2 separate regions of the Mus musculus genome follow, and region 2 is linked to region 1. The links are chromatin contacts, called in public Hi-C maps. All regions are on one chromosome and are shown on one strand. Each heading gives the region's core, a stretch centred on a gene start, on an enhancer-like site or on the middle of the called end of the contact. The rest is flanking DNA. Distances are from core to core; before and after follow the strand shown. Region 1 has its middle 210 kb from the start of Isl1. Region 2 has its middle 130 kb from the start of 4930435F18Rik.

Region 1 (5,955 bases), core at 1,433-3,932:
ACCGTCCCATAGAGGATCATCTACACCATTACAGTACAGTTTCTTAGACTAAACCCATTACTCCCCAGGCCAGCAATCTCCAAATGAATAGCTTCTCTTATATCCTTCCCTCTCATGCTTATTTGCACTTTCTTATCCCTCAAGCTGGACGTCTGGGTACGATTAGTACCTCATTATTCTCTCTTTCATTTCTGCTCAATGGCAGGTCTCCAACCACTCTTCCTCTTAGCTTCTGGACACTGCTCAAGTTCTTCTTGTAAATCATTCACTGTCTTTGGAGATATTCCGACGATTTTAATAACACCATCTCAACAAAACAACCCAACCTCTTTTGACTGTTGATATTTAATATAAAAATATTGCCACGTGTCATGTCTGCTTAACACTGCATTGGGTCTACTCTGCTCCTGAGATTCCTTCTGGATCTAGCTTGGTGTGTATGGTTTTTGTTCTCTCTCTACCCAAGGGCTGAACCTGCATCATGCCAGGAACTACATGCACTGCCTCTTACACAGTAGATTCTTTGACGTCTCCAAGATTGGCAGCAACCTCTGCCTGAGGAATCTTTATCTCCCCCTTTCAATCATTCAAGTAATGGGGAAAGCACAGAGATTAAGATTGCAGATGTTTCAATTCTGGTTACAATACAACTACCTGATGTTCCGAAAATTGGGTGAGTCGAAAAGGAATGGGTCAAGCATGACTAATAGATCTTGCCTCAAGAACCCTTACTAAGCCATGATTATTAATTGTTAAAAAAAAGAAAAAAAACAGAAAGCAACAGACAGAAAACAATATTCTACTTAAAGGAGAATTTTTAAGCTAAACTGAGCATTTAATTTTGGTATCGAGCCAAGCCTATCTTTATAGATGATGATACAGAATGATAGCTTCGATAAACTGTAGGAGTTTTTTTTTTTCTTTTTTTATAGGTTATTACCAGCTATTTCAGAAAATGCCAAATAAATTGTGATGCTATTGCTTTCCCTTAATATTTTAAACTACACACTATCCAAGGAACTGCGTATGTTCTTTCAGGTAAGGGTATGAGCAAGCCACACACCAAAGTCATTAGACATATACTTTCACGTGAGTGTACTACTAAGTCACATTTATTTATTCTCAGCATCATAAATTAAAGAGGCAGCAGTGATGCCTGTGTCTAGCGTAAATCCAGTTTTAGCAAATTTATCAATGTTCACTAGCTTGTATACCTCTTCACTGGGAAATAGAAGCACTGTTGTCTTCTGAAAGGCAGCTGCCTCCCTCACTGTGCTTGCTATAGAGCTTCAGTCATTACTTCGCCATTCAGAGACAGCCCAACAGCAGAGCAGTTGCTTCCAATGCAGCTAGAAGGCAGAGAAGGTTTAGGTATTACGATGGCAATAAAGGAACTTTGACGTAAGTGTGCTATGGAGACACATAACAAAGAGAATCAGAATGGCAAAATGAAGTCTAGGTAAAGCCCAGGGGCCTCCAGCTGCAAGGCAGGCTCAGAGAGCCCTCGTTGTCCATTTTAGCTGGCAAATTTCATCTTCGTAAAGAGGAACAATTCTCAATTAAACAAAAACAATTATAGGATTCTCTCAGAGCTAGGGTGATAATGAGATAGAACGAGAGGTGCCCAAATCATTTTGTAACACAAATTTCACAGTAGATTTAGATTTGGCCTTATTTCAGCTCTTTGTTTACAAGCCACAACCTAAAGTGAGATAAATTGATCTAGAATTAACTTCTGTATGGTTGGGTAGATTACAAGTGTTTTCAGCCATTTCATTTCTATCTAGTTGCATTATGTTTTTCTCCAATAACTACCACAGAACAAAACTTATTTAAATCTATCTTCATAAATGAACAAAAAAACGGAAGTCTCTGAGTAGAAATGCTTACTGTCTTCCTTAGGATCACATTGTTATTGATCCTTAAAATAGCGTCTCGGCACCTAGGTGACATATCCCACCTCAGTGTCATTTCACAGCTCAGAAAGAGACACACCTCAACCAAGTACCATATGTTACAGTTAGAATAAAGACAGCCCCTCACTGGTCCTCAGCATGTCTTATATAGATCATTTCATGCTCTTCCTTTCTTATTGGCACATTAATAGAACAGATTAATAGGTTTCCTGTGAGTTTAACACACTGAACACACAGTGCACATAGTGATGATAACATGCTATTTACATGTCAGGCTTATAAAGAGGCTGACTGTGTGTTCCTATTTTGTGTTTGAAAGGCAATTGGTGATTTGCATTTGTTTGGGGCAAGAAATGAAAGGGCATGAAAAACTCCTCAAAGTTCCAAAATAAAAATAGGAAATGTAGTCTCCCGAATTGATCTTTAAAGTGGCCTGTAACTTCTCTTGATGTGTGAGGTGGCGAGAGGGGGGGTGGGGGGTGGGAGCGAAAGAGGAAAGGCGGGACCTGAGAGCAGAGGACAAAGCAAGGAAGGCAGAGACAGAGACTGATCTAAATAAAAACCCTCAGCAGCCTCAGGCGTCCTCAAGTGGGAAGTGTGTCTTCTATCCTCAGCTTTGCAGGTCTCTGTTTGTTTTGCTTTGCCGACCCCTCCTCCCCCGCCCCTCATCCCCAGGAGAAGTCACTTCTGCACCCTACCTTCTGCTCAGCCTCTTTTCCCCAGAAGACCTTGGCTGCTCCCCTGCCTCTGTGTTCTCAAAGCAACACTCCAGAGCCAGCTGGAGCTGCACGTTAACTAGCAGCACAGCAGGGACCCCACACTGCCTTTGGCTGCCTCTTGAAAGGGGCAGGTAAATTACCATTTTTGATATACTTTGTTTTTTCAGGCCTTCTCCTTAGGATTCTAATGCCTCTGTTAGACTTTTGGCCTCAGATTATCATAGAGCAGCAGGCTGATTCACTCTCATGGTTTCAGATACTTAACACCAAGAAGGAAATATGTATACAGAAGTTAATATGAAAATACCACAAAATAGTAAATGTCATATGCTTTGTACTTTTAAGCTCGGATTTAAAAGAAAGATACATACAGAAGGGCATGGATATTAACACATATGTACATTATGTGATGTTTCATATCAAAAATCAGGAAATGGAGATTCACTTTAATCCTTTCTTCATGTTTGTTATGCACTTTTGTCATAACCATAAATAATTACAAGATAGTGATACAAGATAGTGGTATGCTGCCACCAAGTCAGTCTATTCTGCACTATGTGCATGAATATACTGGTAATGAATTGTTTTAAATTACACACAGAAACACACTCATGTACATGCACACACACGTATATAATATATATCATATATCAACCTTGGTTGCTCATGACTAATGCCAGTATTCAAGAGGCTAAAGCAGGAATATTATGAATTATATACTACCCTGAGACAAATAATGAAATGGTTTCAAAACCAAATAACTTAAAAGAAAATTTATATTGCTGCTGTCTTATATAGGTATATATGTATGTATGCATGTATGTATCATGCAGTAAGTTGCCTGACAATATTTTTAATTTCATAGATATATGTGTGTATGCATAAGTATGCATGCATCTGTAGATATGATATGTGACTACACACACAAAGACACACTCACAGAGGTTACAACTGTTGCTCACGCTATAAGCTTTTTACCCACTTTCCTATTGATCTCAGTGGGAAATTATTGATCTCGATTTTGTTTCTCTATTACAGACTATACACCCGAGGATGTGCTGCTGTGGACCTTTCAGGGCATCTAAGTCCTGGATCATAAGTGCCATGTATTCACCACCAGTAGGCGTTGCCAGTCTTTTCTGGAGTGGTTGCACCAACATACATCTCGCAGCAAAGCTTGCATGCTGCCATTGCTATGCACCTTCACAAGGGCTAATTTAGTAGAGCTTAATTCTTTTATTTGGCAATAGGGTGGCGGTGAAGTTATCTCAGCACAGTTTCATCAGCATCCTTTAGTTTCAGTGAGATTCTGCATCTTTTATTTCTAGTTGGCCATTCAGACTTTTCTATCTTAGGTGACTTCTACTGACCTCAAACAATGTACACTTCAACTTTAGTTTTTCCTTTTCTTCTCCTGGTTGTTCCTCCTCCTCTTTCCCCTTCCTCTCCCTCTTCCTTTTCTTCTTCTCCATGATTCTCTCGCTTTCTTTCCTGAATCTCCACCATAGCCTTCGCAAATGTCTTTACTGTTAGCAATCAGGCCCATTCACAGAGAGCTGAAAGTGAAAATCAGGCATCGTTATACTCAGCTTTTGAGGGACCAGGCAACAGGACGCATCATCACTGTTAGTCGCCCTGTTGCACATCTCCTTGCGCATGTGGCACAGCCCCAATAAAAGTCATGTTCTCCTTTCATCCACTCTCTTCTTCCCTTTCTCTCCCAGAGGCTGCTTCTGTGCCCTCTCTCCTATAATAAAAATCCTCCAACAGGAGACCTGTCACATAGTGTGATTTTTGTTGCGGTTGTTACTTGGTCTCACCATTTGCAGCATAGGAACCACAACTAAGCTTTGTTTCTGATGTTATTTTTATTTTGATAGGAGTAAATACAAGCCATTCTGTTGTGTATTTCTTAAGGAATTCCAAAACGAAGGTCTTCTTCTTTGGTGTCATCTAATGATTCAAAGTTCTTTCCCATAATTTGGAAGCATCTGAGTTTATTTCCTCATGTAGGTTTCTATGGAGACAAGATTGACTCCTTCCCATACAGAAAACCAACTGCTCCAACATTGTTTCTTCTCATGGCGTGATCATTCTCTCCCTTTGTTGTAAAATTTCTCATCACTCTTTGCTGTGGTTTTGGACTCTAGTTTATTTTGGAAATCTTTCTATGTCCCTCAGCTTCCCAGTCACACTGCTGTAATAGAATATCTATAAAATGATTACTGGTAGAATAGAATCATCTTGGCTATACTCAGTACCTATCCTTCAATATTGTTTTCAGAAAATGGTATTGAGCTTTTGATTTAAGGTGTGTGTGTGTGTGTGTGTGTGTGTGTGTGTGTGTGTTTGTTTTTTGTAATAGTTTATGGGATTTTCTGTTTAGAAAAATGGCTCCAGTCTTTCTGCCTATTCAGAAGTATTTTACTTCCTTCTCTTATATTTTGCCATTGCTCAGTAAGAGGTTTGGTGCAACACACTACTCAGGGTCAGAACTATTCTGAAAATCAGGCTGTTTTCATAGACATACACTTCTAGCATTGCTATTGCTATTATGTAAGGGTATTTTTATATCAATGGTGATTATATTTTAAAGCACATTAATTATTAGGTTTTAATAAGAAAACACTATTATTTAGGAAGATGTCACCTGGCTTCTTCTTTACAAATCTTCCCTATGGCCTTCTTAAATCCTCTTCTGGTCTTTGGTTAGTATCTAGTGGAACAATGTGGACAGTTACTTTTTGGTCTTCTTGTTTCAAATGTTTCCAGAGCTTTGCCTTGGCTGTGAACCGGAGACTGGAGCTAAGAAGCCCCACCCCTCTCTTCATAGAAATTATGCTTGAATTATCATAAGTGCTGATGAAGTTTTCTTATTCCTGCCATACTGTTTTGTGTCCTATCCCTTTAAAACCTCCCTCCTCTTGTGTGTATCCCCCGCTCCCTGCAGAGTGTGTACTAGACATACTATTCGTCTCAGTCTACCTTTTAGCCCCATTGTTCCTTCAGTGGTGTTTCCACACTAAGAGATTTTTGGTCTTTGTATGTTTAGAAGTTTACTTGTTTTAACTTATTTAAAATTGCTACTGATTTATTGCATCATTTCATCCACTTGTGGCTGAGGCAGAAAAAATTCGAATGACTAGCTCTCTAATTACATTGGCCGATTTGGATGGCTGTGGATTCTCCTTGACTCATTTCCAGGGTGCATTTTTGTGGTTTCTGTATCACAATGACTCCCACCAGATTGGTATAAAATGTCAGTTTGAAGTTTCTCACAGGATGCTTTCCCCCTTCGTGGCGTTAGCTCGTGAACTTCT
Region 2 (5,955 bases), core at 893-3,392, 180 kb after region 1:
AGCTTCACAGAGAATTTAAGTGATAATCAGAATGTTGTTTCAGAAATGTGGAATCAAAATAGATTGGTCAGAAGTTTCCTTAGCCTGAATCTTTTCTTGCCAGTTAGTGATTGGATGGACATCGGAGATTGCTCCTTCTTGGGCAATCCTTCAGTCTGGTTACAATCATTGTCAATCCAAAAGACAATCAAAATGTCTCTTTGCTCTTTATCCAGGACTGTCATATACTGATCTGAAGTTAAATATTTGGAGTATAAAAGGCATTGCTTTTTCCAAACTCTGTTACTTGGCTTGAGTTCACTTCACAAAACCCAAAGAGTTTTCTGTTAATTTTTTTCTTTCCTTCCGTTTAAGAAAAAGGCTACAGCTTGGGTCAGCTATAATATTGGTCTGTCATGGAATTTATGATAATCTTAGGTAACGAATTGTGTTCAATTGTGAAGACAAGAGTAGCAAGAACACACCTTGAACCCATGGGGACAGCTGTACTCTGAAGTGAGGCCATCACCACACCGTTCTGTTGTTTACTTGTGTGTATGCTGCACTTAACATCTCAGATGACAGTAGTGATTACAGCTAAAAACTTAACGGGAAGAGACATCATATCTAAAAGTACCTGGAGAGGTAATAAAGAATGAACCACTTGCTCATGTTAACATGCAGCACATCCCCAGAAGAAAGCAAGTCACTTTTATAATTTCAAACAACCCCAGAGACATCTATCTGCTGAAACAGCCAAAACTCTTGACTTATTTTTGGTTGCTGAGTATGGGCAAATTGTAATATAATTGCCTTTAATTAAGGTTCTCTTCCAAGGTGGACAAGTGATCACCTAACTCAAATGGCTGATCCAAGATAGTATTGCCATGACTACCTGAATTTGACCTCCAATCACTTTCCAGTCATTTTGAGCTGCTTCTAATGTACAACTGTCAGTTTGTAGAATGAAATACACATATGTAAAAAAAAAAAAAAGTTAAAAAGAAAATGTTTGGACCAATCCCAACATCTCTTTTAAATTTGGGGGGGGGGTTTGTTTTGTTTTGTTTTGAATACTAATCAGGGAAATAATAGTGTCACCCACATCCTTAGGCTGTGTTGAGTCAGATATAATCACGTAAAGAAATCAATAAGCAAACCAGAGAAAGTTAATAAGGAACCTGAAACTATTAATGTCCACCATTCATATGAGGCAGGTAGGCATCCTATGGCCAGGGAAATCGAAGACAGGACTACACGGGACTACATGCTCTACGCATTCAGGTGTATTGGAAGTCCAGGACCGCTTGGTCCTGCCAAGAAGGATTCTACAATACCTGGAAGTCAAGATTAGACATTCAATAAACACCACCACAGCTTCAAACTATGACCTTTACAGAGTGCTAGGAAGGCAAGGCGGGAGTTTGGGGGGGGGGGTCTTTAATCAAAACCCTCAGAGGCCAGAATCTGTCACACTGATGTCCTCCTGGTGACTTAATGCTTGCTGACAGTTTCTGCATCAGGTGGATAGAAAGAAAAAAAAAAAAGTCCTGCCTTTCTTCCAGCAAAGGGCAATTGATCTAGGAACAAAGATCCTGAATCCTGGGCTGAAGAAATAGAACCTGATTTGGCAAACAAATGACATGTAAAACCAACATACACAGAGCGGCAAGTGACAAAGGAAATTGCAAATGGCTCTAAACACTGTTTTTCCATAGACCACAAAGAGAAACTGTGGTAGACAGGGGAGATGGAGCATAAAATTGGGCGGACTGATTCAGGGTTTGTTTTGATATTTCAAATCATTTATTTTTTTTTTAAAAAGTGTGTGTGTGTGTGTGTGTGTGTGTGTGTGTGTGTGTGTGTGTGTGTGTGTGTACGTGAGGGGAGGAGGGAAAAGACTCTAACGCGAAGGGGCTGTCGGCAGACGATGCACAAATGAAAGCGCGCTTTCTCAATTTCCAAAGCTCTAAATGTAGAGAAATGCGCAATTATCCTGGGACGAGGTGGAGAGCGCAGCCTCGGGAGTTAAAGGCAATCGGGTCTCTGTCGGAGAAAAGCTAGCGCTGGGACTGAACTTCCAGCGGCCGCCTGAGGTGAGCATCAGGAGGGAACCCGGCCTTGCAAGTCCGCCTCTGCACACTTTCCGAGCTGTGATCTCCAGCCGGGTCCCCGCAGGCGTCTAGGGAAAAGGCACTCAGCGGGGCGTCCGGGAACCCTAGGCTCACCCTTCCAGGTCCACTGAGCAACAGGCTGGCCAATAAAATTAAAGGATAGTAAGAACGTCTGGAGGAGGACAGAACCAGAATTCGCCCCTCAGTTCTGGGGTGTCGGGCACATTCAGGGTCCCCAGGATGGGACACGGGTCCTAGGGCGATGATGTCTCCTTTAAAGGCACTGTTTTGGGATGGCGAGGAAACGGAGGCTTAGACCCAGATCGGTTTATCCTGGAAGCCTCAGCATTCTTTTCCAGCCGCTGCCGGCTCTCCGGTATCCCGTCGAGGTCTGCGGGGCTTCTGGCTCCTGAGAGGCTCTCACCACTTTGGAGCAGCGCTCCCCGGCCTTGGTTGAGCCCTGAGGCCTCGGGACTGGCTTGTACTGCCCGCTCCGGAGTTGCTGCTCTAGACCTCATTCCTTTTCAAGCACTTGAATATATATATATATATATATATATTCTTTTTACCAACAGATTGGTTATTTATTTATTTATTTATTTATTTATTTATTTATTTATTAATAAAACTTATTCAACCTTTTAGAGGCAACATCGTTCCTTTCTTCGGTATGGTATCCGTGGATAATCAGATAATCTCATGCCTGCCTTTGTATTCTTGAAGCTTTAAACTCTGCAAATATTGATGTCGCTTCACTGAAAAGGCGTTTCGCAGTCCAATCCCAACCCCCTTAGACTTTACCCTTCATAGGCATGCAGCGAGAGGAGAGTTGGAGTCAGCCTGGGTTTTCTGATCCCACAATTAAACTGGAACAATTGTGTTTGGTTTAGAGTGACCAGTTTGTTCCGCTCTTGCAAGAGAAGTAATGTTTATTTTGTGATCCCTTTATGTTATTGTGCAGCCGAAGAAACTTCGTATTTTAAGCAAATGTATTGTTCCACAGCCTCGGGGGTGTGAGTTCCAGTCCTGAGCACTACTTTGTCTGCTCTTCTCTCTCCCGTATTTCATCTGTCCTAGGCACTCGATGCGATCTTTCCCCCCAACTGTTTGTCTCCAGTCCCTCCCAGTCCCTGCTCTGTTCTTTAATTTGTCTTGTGTTAGCTTTGGGTCAGCAAGTCTTTTGTGCTGGGTCCCTGGGCCTCACTCTGTGTGTGTGTGTGTGTGTGTGTGTGTGTGTGTGTGTGTGTGTGTTTCTTTTGTTACTTTCCACCCTAACACTGCAGAAATGAAACACACATGCCCTGTTGTCGCCTCATATTTTCAGATGTTTTTCACACTATTGTCCTCTCCAGTCCGTTGAAAGTGCAAAGTGGAAACACATGCACCCGAAAACATTTTTTTGAAAGGGGACAGCCCTAGGATGGAGTCTAACCTCCTGAATAAAGATAAGCAATAAATATAATATCAGATTTATAACGTGCATTGAACAATCTTGATTAGCACTAAGGTGAGCCTTGGTGAGCTTTTTATCATTTCCATGTGTCTGGACTACAAGAAGGAATCAATGGGGGGGGGGGAACCTCTATAAATCAGCGTTCATGTCAAGACAAATCAAAATAATGCCTCTATTATTTCAATCAATAAACCATTTTTATCCCCAGCATCTGATACACACACAGTGTGTGTGTGTCCATCTGTTTGTGTTTGGAACTGGCAGCTTTGCCTTAGACCAAAACAAACCTTTCAAGTCATGTCAATGAAATTAAAATGTTAAAAAGCAGAAATCAACGTACCCTCCTTCCACTCCTGTCTAGCCATTCCAGGCTCCCCCTTTAAAGCCCGGCTTTCCCAGATCAGTAAGAGATCCTTGAAAACTCTGCAGAGGACCTTTGGCTGAGAAGCAACTTAGAAAGGAGATTTCAAGAGAAAGCGAAAGCTCCCACCAGCAACAACCAGGGCTAGGGAAGCCTCCAAGGCTGGGGCTCCCATGCACGCCCAAGAACCGCCTACAGAGGTTGAAGGCAGGTTAGACTTGGGACCCTGGTTGGCTTCTGAAAAAAGCAAAATCGCCCTTTCTCATCAATGCCACCAAGATCCTTTCCAGCAGGTGTATGCGGCTGACTGGCTGGGTTATAATTGGGGCGAGGCTAGCTAGAGGAGAGAAGGAGGTGGAGGGAGAGAAAGGGGAATAGAGAGGGGAAGGGAAAAGGAGGAGAGAGACTGGCTGCCTGTCTGTAGCTTTGTTGGTTTCTGGCAGATTACAAGCCTTATTTCTGAAAATGTCTTGCCTGTAGGTCGGGCTTCTGCATGATCTTGTGCGACAGGGCCACAGCTCTTGAGAGGGGGAAGGAAAGTGGAGGAGAGATGATTTAGTACTGCAAAATAACCTGCGCATTGGGTATCCCCGCAGCCTCTTTGGTCATTTTTTGTTTCCATTTCTGCACACTGAAGAACAAAACCTCAATGCATTTTGTCGCTTAGGATTCGTTCTATTCTGTTCCGTCTGTCCTTCGTAAACATAATTCAACCACCGGGTTCGGAATCCATTCCTTTCCAGTGGAATGGGAAGACGAGAAGTCCTCCCATCCGGAGCCTCATACAGTGTTCTCAGGTCTGGCATGGTCTTTGTTTGGGTCCAACAAGCGCTTTACCCACCACACCATCAGTGCTCTAGACCAAAAAGCCCATCATTTGAGGAGGGAGTGGCTGTTCTGTTTAGTTTTTTGGTTTTTTGTTTTTTTAAACAAAACTCGGTACTTTTACAAACTAGATTACACAACTGCCGAGAGCACAGAGACCATAAAGGTTAATCTCTGAGATGAGATTATCGCCTACGAACTGTTTCCAAATAAACCCACGCAAGGAGGAGGGTGGGAAAAAAACGGGTCAGTAATCTGGATGCACAGGGGTTTGTTTTCTTCGCTTGTTTTTTTTTTATTATGAAAAGCTTGCTGGTTTTCTCTCCCAGTCTGCTCCTCCTTTCCTGCCTGTCAGTCTCTGTTTTGTACTGGGAAGGGGCGGGAGAGGGCGGAGGTGTGTGGGGGCTGGGGGGTGGGGGAGCGCTTAGGCTCCTGGAACCTCAAGGCCCTGGGATTTCAAGGAAAGAAAAATAACCAGGCTGAGAGATGCTGGTTCTCTGTTCATTTCTTTCTCTAATGCGTCTCTCCTCTGGGTCAGAGCGCTAATGACGACCTCGTTCCTACGATTTAGGACTCCGGTGCTTTCAAACAAAAGACTCCGGGCCTCCAGCTTTCTCGAGTCGGCGCCCCAAGCTCCCTTTTACCTTGGTCTTTTCCCTTCCTCCTGGTCTGTCCCGCTTCCCAAGCGAGTGAGTCCTCCAATCTGCAGTCCGGCTTTCCCCCCTCTCCCCTTCTGCCAGCTTCCCAGAGAGGATTTCGAACTCCATTATCTTACTATATGTCAAGCAAGCAAAAAGCCTCTTTCCCAGAGGTTTCCCCGCTCCACTTCAGGAGCCCAGGAATAAACCTAAAGACCCTGCACTTCACCTCAAGCATTCGGATTGGAGGACCATTAAGACCTTCCTTGGTTCACTGTTTCACACCTCAGTCTGCCCCACAAGCTAGCAAGGTTTCCTGAGATTTTATTCTTTGCATAACTCCATTTCTAAATATGCAAAGACTCACAAAAATACCGGATGTGTAATGGGGGAAAAAAGAACCCGAACTTTTCCTCCAGAAAAGTGATGGAGGTGAGGGGTGGGTGTGTAACCTGTATGCTCTCGGGGGTGGGGGGTGGGGGGGTGGGGGGTGGGGGGGAAGAGGGTGTCTGGAAGGGGGGAGAGACTGGTGAATCTGGGCGGCCCTGGAGACCAGCAACCAGTCTTAGGGTCCAAGGTGGGAGG

Evidence for each region. A called contact is a pair of places that touch in the nucleus more often than the background predicts.
Region 2: a contact with region 1 is called in a Hi-C map of stem cell-derived cardiac mesoderm, with 5 times the contacts expected there. The contact joins two enhancer-like sites. A contact is called at or near these places in 13 of 484 Hi-C or Micro-C datasets (the N1E-115 cell line, adipose-derived mesenchymal stem cells, cortical neurons and 5 more) and 5 of 115 datasets of contacts at active chromatin or transcription factors (a beta-TC-6 cell line, embryonic forebrain, embryonic stem cells and 1 more).

What each region holds. Positions count from the first base shown.
Region 1 is chr13:116,521,434-116,527,388 of GRCm38.p6, forward strand. No RefSeq gene overlaps it. Among named protein-coding and RNA genes, the nearest start is that of Isl1, 210 kb to the left of the region's middle. Within about 2 kb of position 2,683, at least 16 of the 459 cell types and tissues checked have an H3K27ac peak or open chromatin away from gene starts, as enhancers often do. A contact at or near this core is called in stem cell-derived cardiac mesoderm, where this site is marked.
Region 2 is chr13:116,703,694-116,709,648 of GRCm38.p6, forward strand. No RefSeq gene overlaps it. Among named protein-coding and RNA genes, the nearest start is that of 4930435F18Rik, 130 kb to the right of the region's middle. Within about 2 kb of position 2,143, at least 37 of the 459 cell types and tissues checked have an H3K27ac peak or open chromatin away from gene starts, as enhancers often do. A contact at or near this core is called in stem cell-derived cardiac mesoderm, where this site is marked.